Linked DNA regions of Triticum aestivum: region 1 is linked to region 2. The links are chromatin contacts, called in public Hi-C maps. All regions are on one chromosome and are shown on one strand. Each heading gives the region's core, a stretch centred on a gene start, on an enhancer-like site or on the middle of the called end of the contact. The rest is flanking DNA. Distances are from core to core; before and after follow the strand shown. Region 1 holds the start of LOC123111969 (protein SCAI). Region 2 holds the start of LOC123111968 (probable cinnamyl alcohol dehydrogenase 8D).

Evidence for each region. A called contact is a pair of places that touch in the nucleus more often than the background predicts.
Region 1: a Hi-C map of leaf shows a contact between it and region 2, with 8 times the contacts expected there. The contact joins the promoter of LOC123111969 here to the promoter of LOC123111968 in region 2. A contact is called at or near these places in 2 of 5 Hi-C or Micro-C datasets (both in leaf).

What each region holds. Positions count from the first base shown.
Region 1 is chr5B:382,829,107-382,834,487 of IWGSC CS RefSeq v2.1, reverse strand. It overlaps LOC123111969 (protein SCAI), which reads right to left and starts at 2,582. Exons shown (of 9, transcript XM_044532850.1): 1 at 1,973-2,582; 2 at 1,660-1,866; 3 at 1,353-1,568; 4 at 560-626; 5 at 321-467; 6 at 5-96. The coding sequence starts at 2,578.
Region 2 is chr5B:382,612,779-382,617,544 of IWGSC CS RefSeq v2.1, reverse strand. LOC123111968 (probable cinnamyl alcohol dehydrogenase 8D) reads right to left here and starts at 1,405. Exons shown (of 4, transcript XM_044532849.1): 1 at 1,104-1,405; 2 at 891-1,004; 3 at 284-797; 4 at 1-172. The coding sequence starts at 1,183.

The sequences.
Region 1 (5,381 bases), core at 1,333-3,832, 220 kb before region 2:
CTGCCTTAAATGCATAGCTGATGTTACTGTCAATCACCAAAAAGAGAGGTCTCCTTGTAAACGGGATCAGATCACAAGGGTATATGCAGTTTGAGCCTAGATGTTGAACATGTATCAGAAACAATACACTTCTTTTGAAAAACACATATACATACTTAAGTCTGTATAAAGGCAACTTCAAACAACCCTATGCCATCAAAATAGTTCTGTACCGCATTAGAGATATTGAACATACAATCGCATGAACTCAGCATTGTAAAACTAGTTATGTACTGCATTAGAGACACATAATCGAATGAACTCAGAATATAAAAAAATACCTTCGCCTTCACGGCAACCTAACCAAAGACATGGTTCTTTATCTTCCTTTGAAGTGATGGCCCTGGTATTAGATATGTCAAACTGACTAAAGCTGTTCACAACCCTCTCGCTTGTATCGGGACCAAGTCCAGAGGATCCCACCTCGCCTGAAAGAAATTATCATATTTGAACGCTAACTAGAATAACTCCCTAACACACAGCTGATAACATTTTAGTTCTACAAGCCTAGGGCACCAACCTGCAGCCGAAAGGTATATCAACATCATAGTATTCAATGGGAGCTCCACACATTTGGTGGCAAGGACCTGGATTTCAATCGTAAATGTTTTTTATCCAGGCAAATATTTCATTTAGGATAAAATGGCGTAAACATAGGAGTACATATAACTATATTTTCTTGTGAAGTGAAAGAAAAAAAGAATTTGGATGTTCGACCGTAAAAGGAGGGCACGGATGAGAGGAGGCCCTAGAGGGCATGCACCAAACATTGCCATTCTATTCAACAGCAATCATCTCTCTATTGCATCATTTGCATAGCTTAGCACCCCAGGAATCAATAATACCATTATGCCTCAAATATATTTCGGGTTAGAATTCCTAGCTGCTATGGGTGTAAAGGACTGTTGGTTATTATGGGCGGATAATGGAGAGGATGGTATTATCGATAATGGAACAAATCAACAAACAGAATCAGTTTAGTTGCATTATCTTCCCTCATCAAGTCATCATCATGCTTCCTCGTCATGTAATTCAGATTAGTTAGTAGCATCATGTACATATCTTGCAGAATTCCCTACTTTTTTCAATTCTTTCCCACTAGCCTGTTCTGATCATTCCAAGAAACATACACTGGCTGCCATTTACAAATTACACTTCCACTTCCTAATTGAAATGTATCTAGAAGAGCTTGGTCCACAGGTTTTCTCCTAGGACCAAACCAGTGCATTGAGTAACAATGAGCAGTGTGTATATTCAGGACGAAGACAATAAATCAAACATTGAGTTGACAAGATGCCAAATGAGAAACTGACCTTCAAGAAATGTGGCACCGAGGGGCGATAGAGAACTGTTTTCAGTGGGTTCGGGGGCAACGCAGCGTCTCTCAGATCTTTTAGGAGATTGGGGTGATTTTGCCCACTTTCATCATGGGCGCTGTAACCATTGTTTTGTGCAAAGGAACCACATGGTTCCCATTCAAGACACTGAAGCATTCTGAATGTGTCTAGAGTGAGGTCGGTAAATTTGACCTGAAGGGAACACATAGATACATGATGTTCCGCTAGTAAAAATTAAAGAGCGTACGATGCATCTGACTGCGAGAAACCAAGGAAGCATTACCTCGTTATGATAATAGCTGCATAGGATGGCATCGCTTAAGAGCAGACCGCGCTTCTTGACTGTAGGTGGGATGGTGGGAAGAATTTCCGGGGGAGGATCAAATGCATAGCTGTACCTGAGAGGTCTCTTGTTCATGAAGGGCGAGTCAGCCTTTAGAAACCTCGTGATTTCTTGCACGACATGCTTCCACTCCCTGTAATCAGCTTCCTGCAACATTTCATCTTCTTAATTTGAGCCAGAGAAATGAAGAGCGGGGTAACTGCATCGGGATCGGGAAGCGAGGAGGGACAAAAGGGGAAGAATTGAATTGGACCTGGAGGGTCTTCTTGGATTCGTCGAGGAGCGACCGGATTTGGCCGGCGAGGCGGGGTACAGTCTGCGCGCGGCGGGAGAGGATAAGCGCGACGAGGAGGAACCTGGCGAGGAAGCGCAGGTGCTTGGTGGAGGCCCCGAGGTGGTCGTCGAGGAAGTAGGCGCGGTCGAGGACGGCGTGGTAGAAGACGAAGGCCTCGGAGAGGAGGGCGGTGTCGGAGGTGCGCTGGTACTGGGAGTAGTAGAGGTGGGCGATGCGGGCGGCGATCTCGCCGACCTGCCAGCGGCGGAGGCCGGCGTCGAGGAGGCGGTGGCGGTGCTCCTGCTGCATGCGCCACAGCTGGGTGTAGATGCGGAAGGCCTTGCCGTACTCCGCGGGCTCCTGGCGGCCGAAGAGGGGCAGGTCCCGCACCCGGGCGAAGCGCCGGTCCGCCTTGTCCAGCAGCGACCAGAACTGCTCCGCCGGGCATACGCCGCCGCCGCCGCCGCTGCCTTGGACCTGGCCTTGGCCTTGCTGCGGCGACGACGCCATGGTAGCTCCGCCGGATGCGTTTCGTTCCCCTCCCCCGGAGTTGCCTTGGACAGTTGTGCTGGAGACTGGAGTCATCGCCGTCTTCTTTCCTTTCTCCGTTCCGTTCTGTTCCGTTAGCTTGGAGCCCAGCCCAAGCCCGAAAGCTGATATGGCCGACCTAGCACGCACGTCAGCCCAAGGCTCCCGGACTTTTTTAGTGCATGGAAAGCCCACCAAAGTTCCTGTGGAGCGAACGGTCTTACGGGAATTAATTCCGGTGACAATATGGCCTGCAAAATTCCTGTGAAGTTCCCGTGCGCCGAACGGAAGTGGATCCTCTAACTTAACTTGAAGGAGGAAAGTCATCTAAGCTATAATTTCCTAACTTCTTTCCTTTATTTTCATACAATTAAGGCTAAAATGACTTGAATTAATTTGCAAATTACAAATTTACTTTATGCATTTACAAAATTACATACAAATAAAATTGTGGTACAATAAAATTAATTTTAATTTTATTTATATTAATAGTAACTGTGTATAGTACCTACTTAGATAATACAGTGTTCGTTACAGTACCCGTGACTTTCCTTCTATGTTTTACACTAGCTTATACTGTGCTTTGGTGACTTTCCTCCTTCGTGTTAAAGGATCCACTTCCGCACCGAGCGCAGCCTAAGTCTTTTAATATATTCCACTATAAACTACATACGCAGCAAAATAAGTGAATCTATATAGTCTAAAGGCGTTTATATACATCCGAATATAGCAAAAATGCTGTTTGTAGGTCGAGCACCATGCAGGCCGTTATCTGGCACGTCAGTCTTCATAAGGATCCGGTCCAGTCCAGTATTCCCTCAACTTATTTCACCTGAGACGCTTTTGTATGACACTGTATTCTCCATTTATGCACAGTATTTTCCCGTTCGACAGCGCTGCACTGCCAGGCCAGGCACACGTTCCATCGTCTCTCACCCATCATGTTGAAAGGTGCCGCACAAGACACACGAACATGGACCATTTTTACAACACTACAATCGTCCCACACAACTAGGTGTCATTACTACCCTCCCTCTCCAGCAAGTAACAAACCAGTGACACCGATGGAAATGTCTTCGTGCACACCGTCGTTCGATGCCACCGGTGCACCATTGCAAAGTTTTATTCCAAAGCAAAGATATCCGCGGAGGCCGGTTCGTTCGTCCTACTCTGATATCCAGGATCAAAAGGCATTGGATTCACGAACCACTCCAGAACGTCAATAAAAACTAGCCAAATTATGGATAATTGGAATTGTTCTCATCGCTACTCGGAATAACCTTTGCCCTCATATTTTTGCGTGCATGGTGTAGATGCTTTCTACATTATTTTTGGATCACATTTTCTGTCACAAACTCTGGTGACAAAATTGGTTTTGTATTGACTTCCTCACAACCCTTTTTAGTGTTGTTAACATGGTCCCTTCGTTAACATGATATGTAAGAGGATATAGGTGCGGCTAGCCTGCATGTGATACACGAATGAGTGGACACCGACCAACCTCACACGTACACTTAACTCATTCAGTCTATGATCAAATTTTCACACATTAACAAAAAAATGCATTCGAATTGTTTGATTTTTATATAAGCCCTTTAATTTAAAAACAACCATCCCTAGTACGACCATCACCGAGTAGTAATAATTCCCTTACCAATTGAACAATGCATCCTCATTAAGTTTTCGATGCCATGGCATCACGCATAGGTCACCATGCATACGATTATTGTACGACAATGCAATTGAGCCATCCATGCACAGAATAAAATTGCAGCCGATCACTTGATTAGGCATCACATAGTGATAGGACACATAATGTATGTGTATGCAAAGTAGTTCTGGTAGCATCATTGCCTCTCATGTCGACGCCATGCCATTTCGAGTGTACTAATCGGTGTTTTCGAGAAGTGAAACCCCCAAGGAACTCTCACAGCTCAAAAATTAATTACCGGATACTCGCTAGACAAGATAAATCACACATACGGAATGATACCTTTTTCTCTTTCTTTTGTGCCAAAGGTTGCAATCAGTATGACTATCATTACCCTTCAATTCTTAAGCCAACCACACTTAATACGGATTGTTTCTTACGCGGCACAAATAAGATGCACTCTAGTATTTTTATGATAATGTATTTTCCCAAAAAAGATGTAAAAAGGAATACAGCCCTACCTGGTACCATCCTATTTTAATCTTAATGAATCGATTACACACATCAGGTAACTCATTGATTTTATTTTATTTTATATTTGTCAAGCACCGTGTTATGTTGTTCAAAGATTTGAACCAAAACAGTTTTAATAAAAAGGATTTGCGCCAAAACACGTTATTGTGCTTCGTAGCATCACACTAGCTGTCCAAAAGCATCACGTAGCTCATCTGCATGCATGGCTTTTTTTTCCGGCGAGATCCCTTTCTCAGCATCTTCTTTTCCATGCGTCAAGCATCTCTGCTTGGACACAGGCCGCAGCCATCAGACACCTCGCCCACTTGCTTCGATGTGCTGACGCGACAGCTCCCCGCTGCACAGCCACATTAATATGGTCTCATGTGCAAACCAAGCGCTCCAGCGCATGGCACCAGTGTATTTCCCATATAAATACCCCGCGTATAGAAACCGGAAATGGAAGCCGCACACATCACAGCGGCACAACGCCTGGTCGAGATAACGAGTGTCAGGTAGCTCGTCCTCCAAAACGCCTATCTCCGAATATAGAGGGTGTTTGTTTCCACGGACTTATTGGTTTAGAGACTTAAAAAAGTCCCTATAAATCCCATCTAAACCAAATACGAGGGACTTATAGGGACTTAAAGTGGGCATTTGGGACTTATGAAATAAGACTCTCAAGAAGGGACTTAT
Region 2 (4,766 bases), core at 156-2,655:
CGGCCACGCGCTTGCCGCCACCGATGATGGCGTAGGCAGGAAGCTCCAGCGGCGTGCTGGGCGCGCCCACCACCACCAGCTGCCCCCTCGGCTTTAGCAGCTCCAGAAGCGGCACGATCGGGTGCCCCGCCGACACCGTGTCGATGATGCCGTCCATCGTGCCGGCCGCCGCCTGCACCCGAAAACGTAGGCGCGTCAATGGCTCTCGTCCCGTGCCAAGAATCACGTGTCACACGCACGAAGGGTCAGTTAATGGAAGGAAGCAACTGAAACAAGACGTAACCTTCATTTGCTCGGGGTCCTGGCTGACCAAGAACGCGTCGGCGCCGAGCCGCTCGACGGCCTCCTCCCGCTTCCTCGGCGACGAGCTGATCACGGTGACGGTCATCCCGAACGCCTTGCCGAACTTGACGGCCATGTGGCCGAGGCCCCCGAGGCCGACCACGCCCAGGTGCTTCCCCGGCGCGTTGAGGCCGAACTCCATCATGGGGCTGTACACCGTGACGCCGGCGCAGAGCAGCGGCGCCGCCCCGTCCAGGGGAAGGCCCTCCGGGACGCGGACGACGTAGCCCTGGTCGACGACGAGGACGTTGGAGAAGCCGCCCTGGGTGGTGGCGCCGTCGTAGTCCACGGCGTTGGAGGTGAGCACGAGCGTGGGGCAGTGGTTCTCGTGCCCGCTGCCGCAGCTCACGCAGGAGCGGCAGGAGTCGACGAAGTAGCCCACGCCCACCGCGTCCCCGGCCTTGAAGTTCTTGACGCCGGGGCCAACCTCGGTGACGACGCCAACAATCTCATGCCTGCGCCGCATGACATGAATCCATCATTAGTTTGTACTACTAGAAATTTGGAGGAGGCAAATCGTCGGATGATGCTTGGTAAGGTTCACCCACCCGGGGACGACGGGGTAGAGGGCGTTGCCCCACTCGTTCTTGGCGATGTGGAGGTCGGTGTGGCAGATCCCGCAGAAGAGCACTTTGATCGTGACATCGTCGTCCTTCAGAGCCCTGCTATCATGCATCACGTAGGGGGATTCGTCAGATCGGCGCAAGAAGCAGAGGTGCATTATAGGGACTTGACTGGAATACTGGATAGAGGAAGACGACCTTCGTGAGAAGCTGTAGGGGGAGAGGACACCGGACGTGTCCCTCGCCGCCCAACCGATAGCAGGCATGCCTTTCGCCATTGATGACCGCTTGCTCTGCTTCTTCGGTCCTAGCACTTCGATTTCCTGCTCTAAAATCCGGATATTACTACCAAGCCGCGAGGTTGGGGATAAATAGGCAAGCTGACGAGTTGGATTGGACGTCAGACGCTACGTGTGTAGGGCATGGACGTCAGCTACTATGTACTCCAGCTACAGTGGTGCGGTATCAAATGGGAAACACATGCTCACATAGTTTACTCCCAAGTCCAAGTCCCAACCCTACCTTCGCCGCAGCCACCGGGAAGGGGGGCTCGTGCTGCTCAACTGTAAACCTACACACCTTTTTTTTGGAGGGACCTACTCATCAATTATTAAGCGGTCCATTCGATGTGGGGTCAATGATCGTTGGCTGGCATTTCAAAAGAAAAAGAAATGATCGTCGGCCGGCGAATGATTCGACATGTCTCGTGATAACGGACGATCCAGCGAAGACGAACCCTACCTACCACAACTTTTAGCTAACAACCCGATTCATGAGAAGAGAAAGAATATCTAAATTTATTGGTACTCCAACTGATTGTTACTGCAACTCGTTACCTAAACAGGGATGATTCGGAATCTTGCCACATGATCAGTTGAGCTTGTGAAGTAGAGTACCTATCGGTCGACTTGATTGTACTATAATCCTATCTATCCGTGATCTTATTACTATATACAGTCGCTCTGAACCTTTTTTCTTGAATCGTATTAATAAATGCATGATTCGTTTGAGGTGCTCCGAGTTGTATGGTACTCTAATGTCCCTAGTCGTAGAGGATGGGAAGTGTTAGTGTGGTGGGGGTTGTCTGAAGACTAATATTTCTAACAGCGGATGGCCACACTAACAGGTCAGTGGACAGGGAGATGTCAACAACCTAAGGGCATCTTCAACAGATCCCCTAAAACCAATTAGAGAAGTAAAAAAAACGACTTACTCCTCTAAATCAGACCTAGTCGATCCCCTAAAACCTTTAGGTGAGAAAATATTTTACTCCGAGCGGCCGCCGAGGGGTAAAATTACTCGCCCTCCGAGTCACCAAGTAAACCATCTCCTGTCCCCACTCGCCTCACCGCAAATCGCAACCCATGCCACCCAATCCCCTCCCGCGTCACACTCCACCACCTACACGCCGACGACAATGGTTCAATCCGAACGCCGCTGCTCCCTGCCGCCCATCCGTAGCACTCGGCCGACGGATCCACGCGACACCATTTCCTCTTCATGCGACGACGATAGCGACGACCCCGCCAATGATCAGAGGTTTGCGCAAAAGGGAGTGGAAGGAGCTCGTGGAAGAATCAGACTAGGTTTAAATTTCTAGCTAGAATTGTGAATTTAGTTTAAATTTATGTAAAATATTTAGAATTTGCACCGAATGTGGTTTAAGTATGTTTTATGTACTAGTTTGAACCTAATTCACAAGAAATTTGTGTTAATATGCCTTTCGAATTTATTACTTCGTTAAGTTTGGGGTTTTGCCTAGAAACAACATTTCTTAGAGGAGCAAATGTGCTCCTCTAAAGTTTACGCCGCCGTTTACTCTAAAATTTAGGGGATCGGCTAGAGTGCCCTAATAGATGTAGCTGGACTGTTGAAGTTGGGAACTCCGAGTTGGACTTGAACTATTCGAGACACAACGGGTTATGTAGTGGTGGGCGCACGGCAGATGCCAAAGGATGGCTAAAAAGAGGGACATGCTTGAGGGCACCGGTGGGCTCCAGAGGCGAGGTCTTCATGAGCGAGCGAGGGACGCAAGACATACCCAGGTTCGGGGCTCTCCGGTGAGATAATACCCCTAGTCCCGCCGAGAGTGGTTTACCAATGGAGCGTGTAATAGTACAGAGTTGCTCATGGAGCTGTTTGGGGGAGGAAGGATGGCAGGCCAATGCGTAGGCTGCTCCTTCTCCTTGTGTGTTTGAGTGTGCATGGGTGTGCTGCTAGCGGTTGTCCAGCCAAGTGCTCGCCTGTGTACGTGGAGGGCTCCTGGGGGTTTTATAGGTCAACCCCCCAAGGTTACAATGGTAAAGTTATAAGGCCATGGGGCCGGGATGTCAGCGTCTGAGAAGCCGGCGCTGGGACCCGCCGGGTACTAGGGAGTGCCGGATTCTCCGGGCGCAGGCCCCGTGCGCTGGGGGGCACTGGTGCCCATCTAGTCGTGCCTCGTGGAGTGGTTGAGCCGGCTCGGCTACAGTGGTGCGTCGCCTGGTCGCCATCGGCTTTGCGTCAGTGGAACTGGATTCCACTGTTGCCATGCCGACCTTGGTCGGCGGGGTAGGTGGGGCACTGTTGCCACGCTCGCCCTGGTCAGTGGAGTTGGTGGGCCACTTTAGCCATGCTCATCTCCCTTATAGGGACTTGATCCGTCGTACGCCCCAGATGGGACGGGAGCTGACCCACGGCTGGGTTGAGGAGGTCGTGGTCTTGGCGGGGTCGTCCGGCACGTGCCAACAGGCTCGTCCAGGCTGAGGGGCTTGGCCGGGTTGAGGAACCTGGCCAAGGACGAGCCGGATTGAGGGGCGATGCCAGCCCCGATGTATTTGAAAAGGATCCGGGTTCCGTTGCCTGCCCAGGGTTCATCCCCCGACAAGTTGTCCATCATCTTGTAGTCTCGAGTTCGATGCATATGGCATATCCTAAGACTTGAGGTCGTCGCATGATCCCAAACCAGAGCCTCAACATCCATCGTGCTTACCCCTTTATATAGCCATGGTCGCCCTCTTCCATATCCCCCCAAAACCTCGCTGGATTCCCCTAGGGCGCAGCGAATTGAGGTCGCCATTGCCTCCAATGTCGCTGTCGTGTGCCATTGATTCTGGTGAGAATCAAGGCTCCTCGAGCCATTTCTTTTTTTCATCTCATCTATGCACCCTGGTGCACAATTCTGACACCCAGTACATTCCCAAGCTGACCCTAGAGCATGTCGACAACCACACCGATTGCTAATGCCGCGACGTCGTTTCCGGCAAGGTGAGCTTTGAAGGAAATATGCCCTAGAGGCAATAATAAAGTTATTATTTATTTCCTCATATCATGATAAATGTTTATTATTCATGCTAGAATTGTATTAACCGGAAACATAATTGATGTCTACAACACAACCTTCTTCTTGTAGACGTTGTTGGGCCTCCAAGTGTAGAGGTTTGTAGGACAGTAGCAAATTTCCCTCAAGTGGATGACCTAAGGTTTATCAATGCGTGTGAGGCGTAGGATGAAGATGCTCTCTCTCGAGCAACCCTGCAACCAAATAACAAAGAGTCTCTTGTGTCCCCAACACACCCAATACAATGGCAAATTGTATAGGTGCACTAGTTCGGCGAAGAGATGGTGATACAAGTGCAATATGGATGGTAATATAGGTTTTTTGTAATCTGAAAATATAAAAACGGCAAGGTAACTAATGATAAAAGTGATCGTAAACGGTATTGCAATGGTAGGAAACAAGGCATAGGGTTCATACTTTCACTAGTGCAAGTTCTCTCAACAATAATAACATAATTGAATCATATAACTATCCCTCAACATGCAACAAAGAGTCACTCCAAAGTCACTAATAGCGGAGAACAAACAAAGAGATTATGGTAG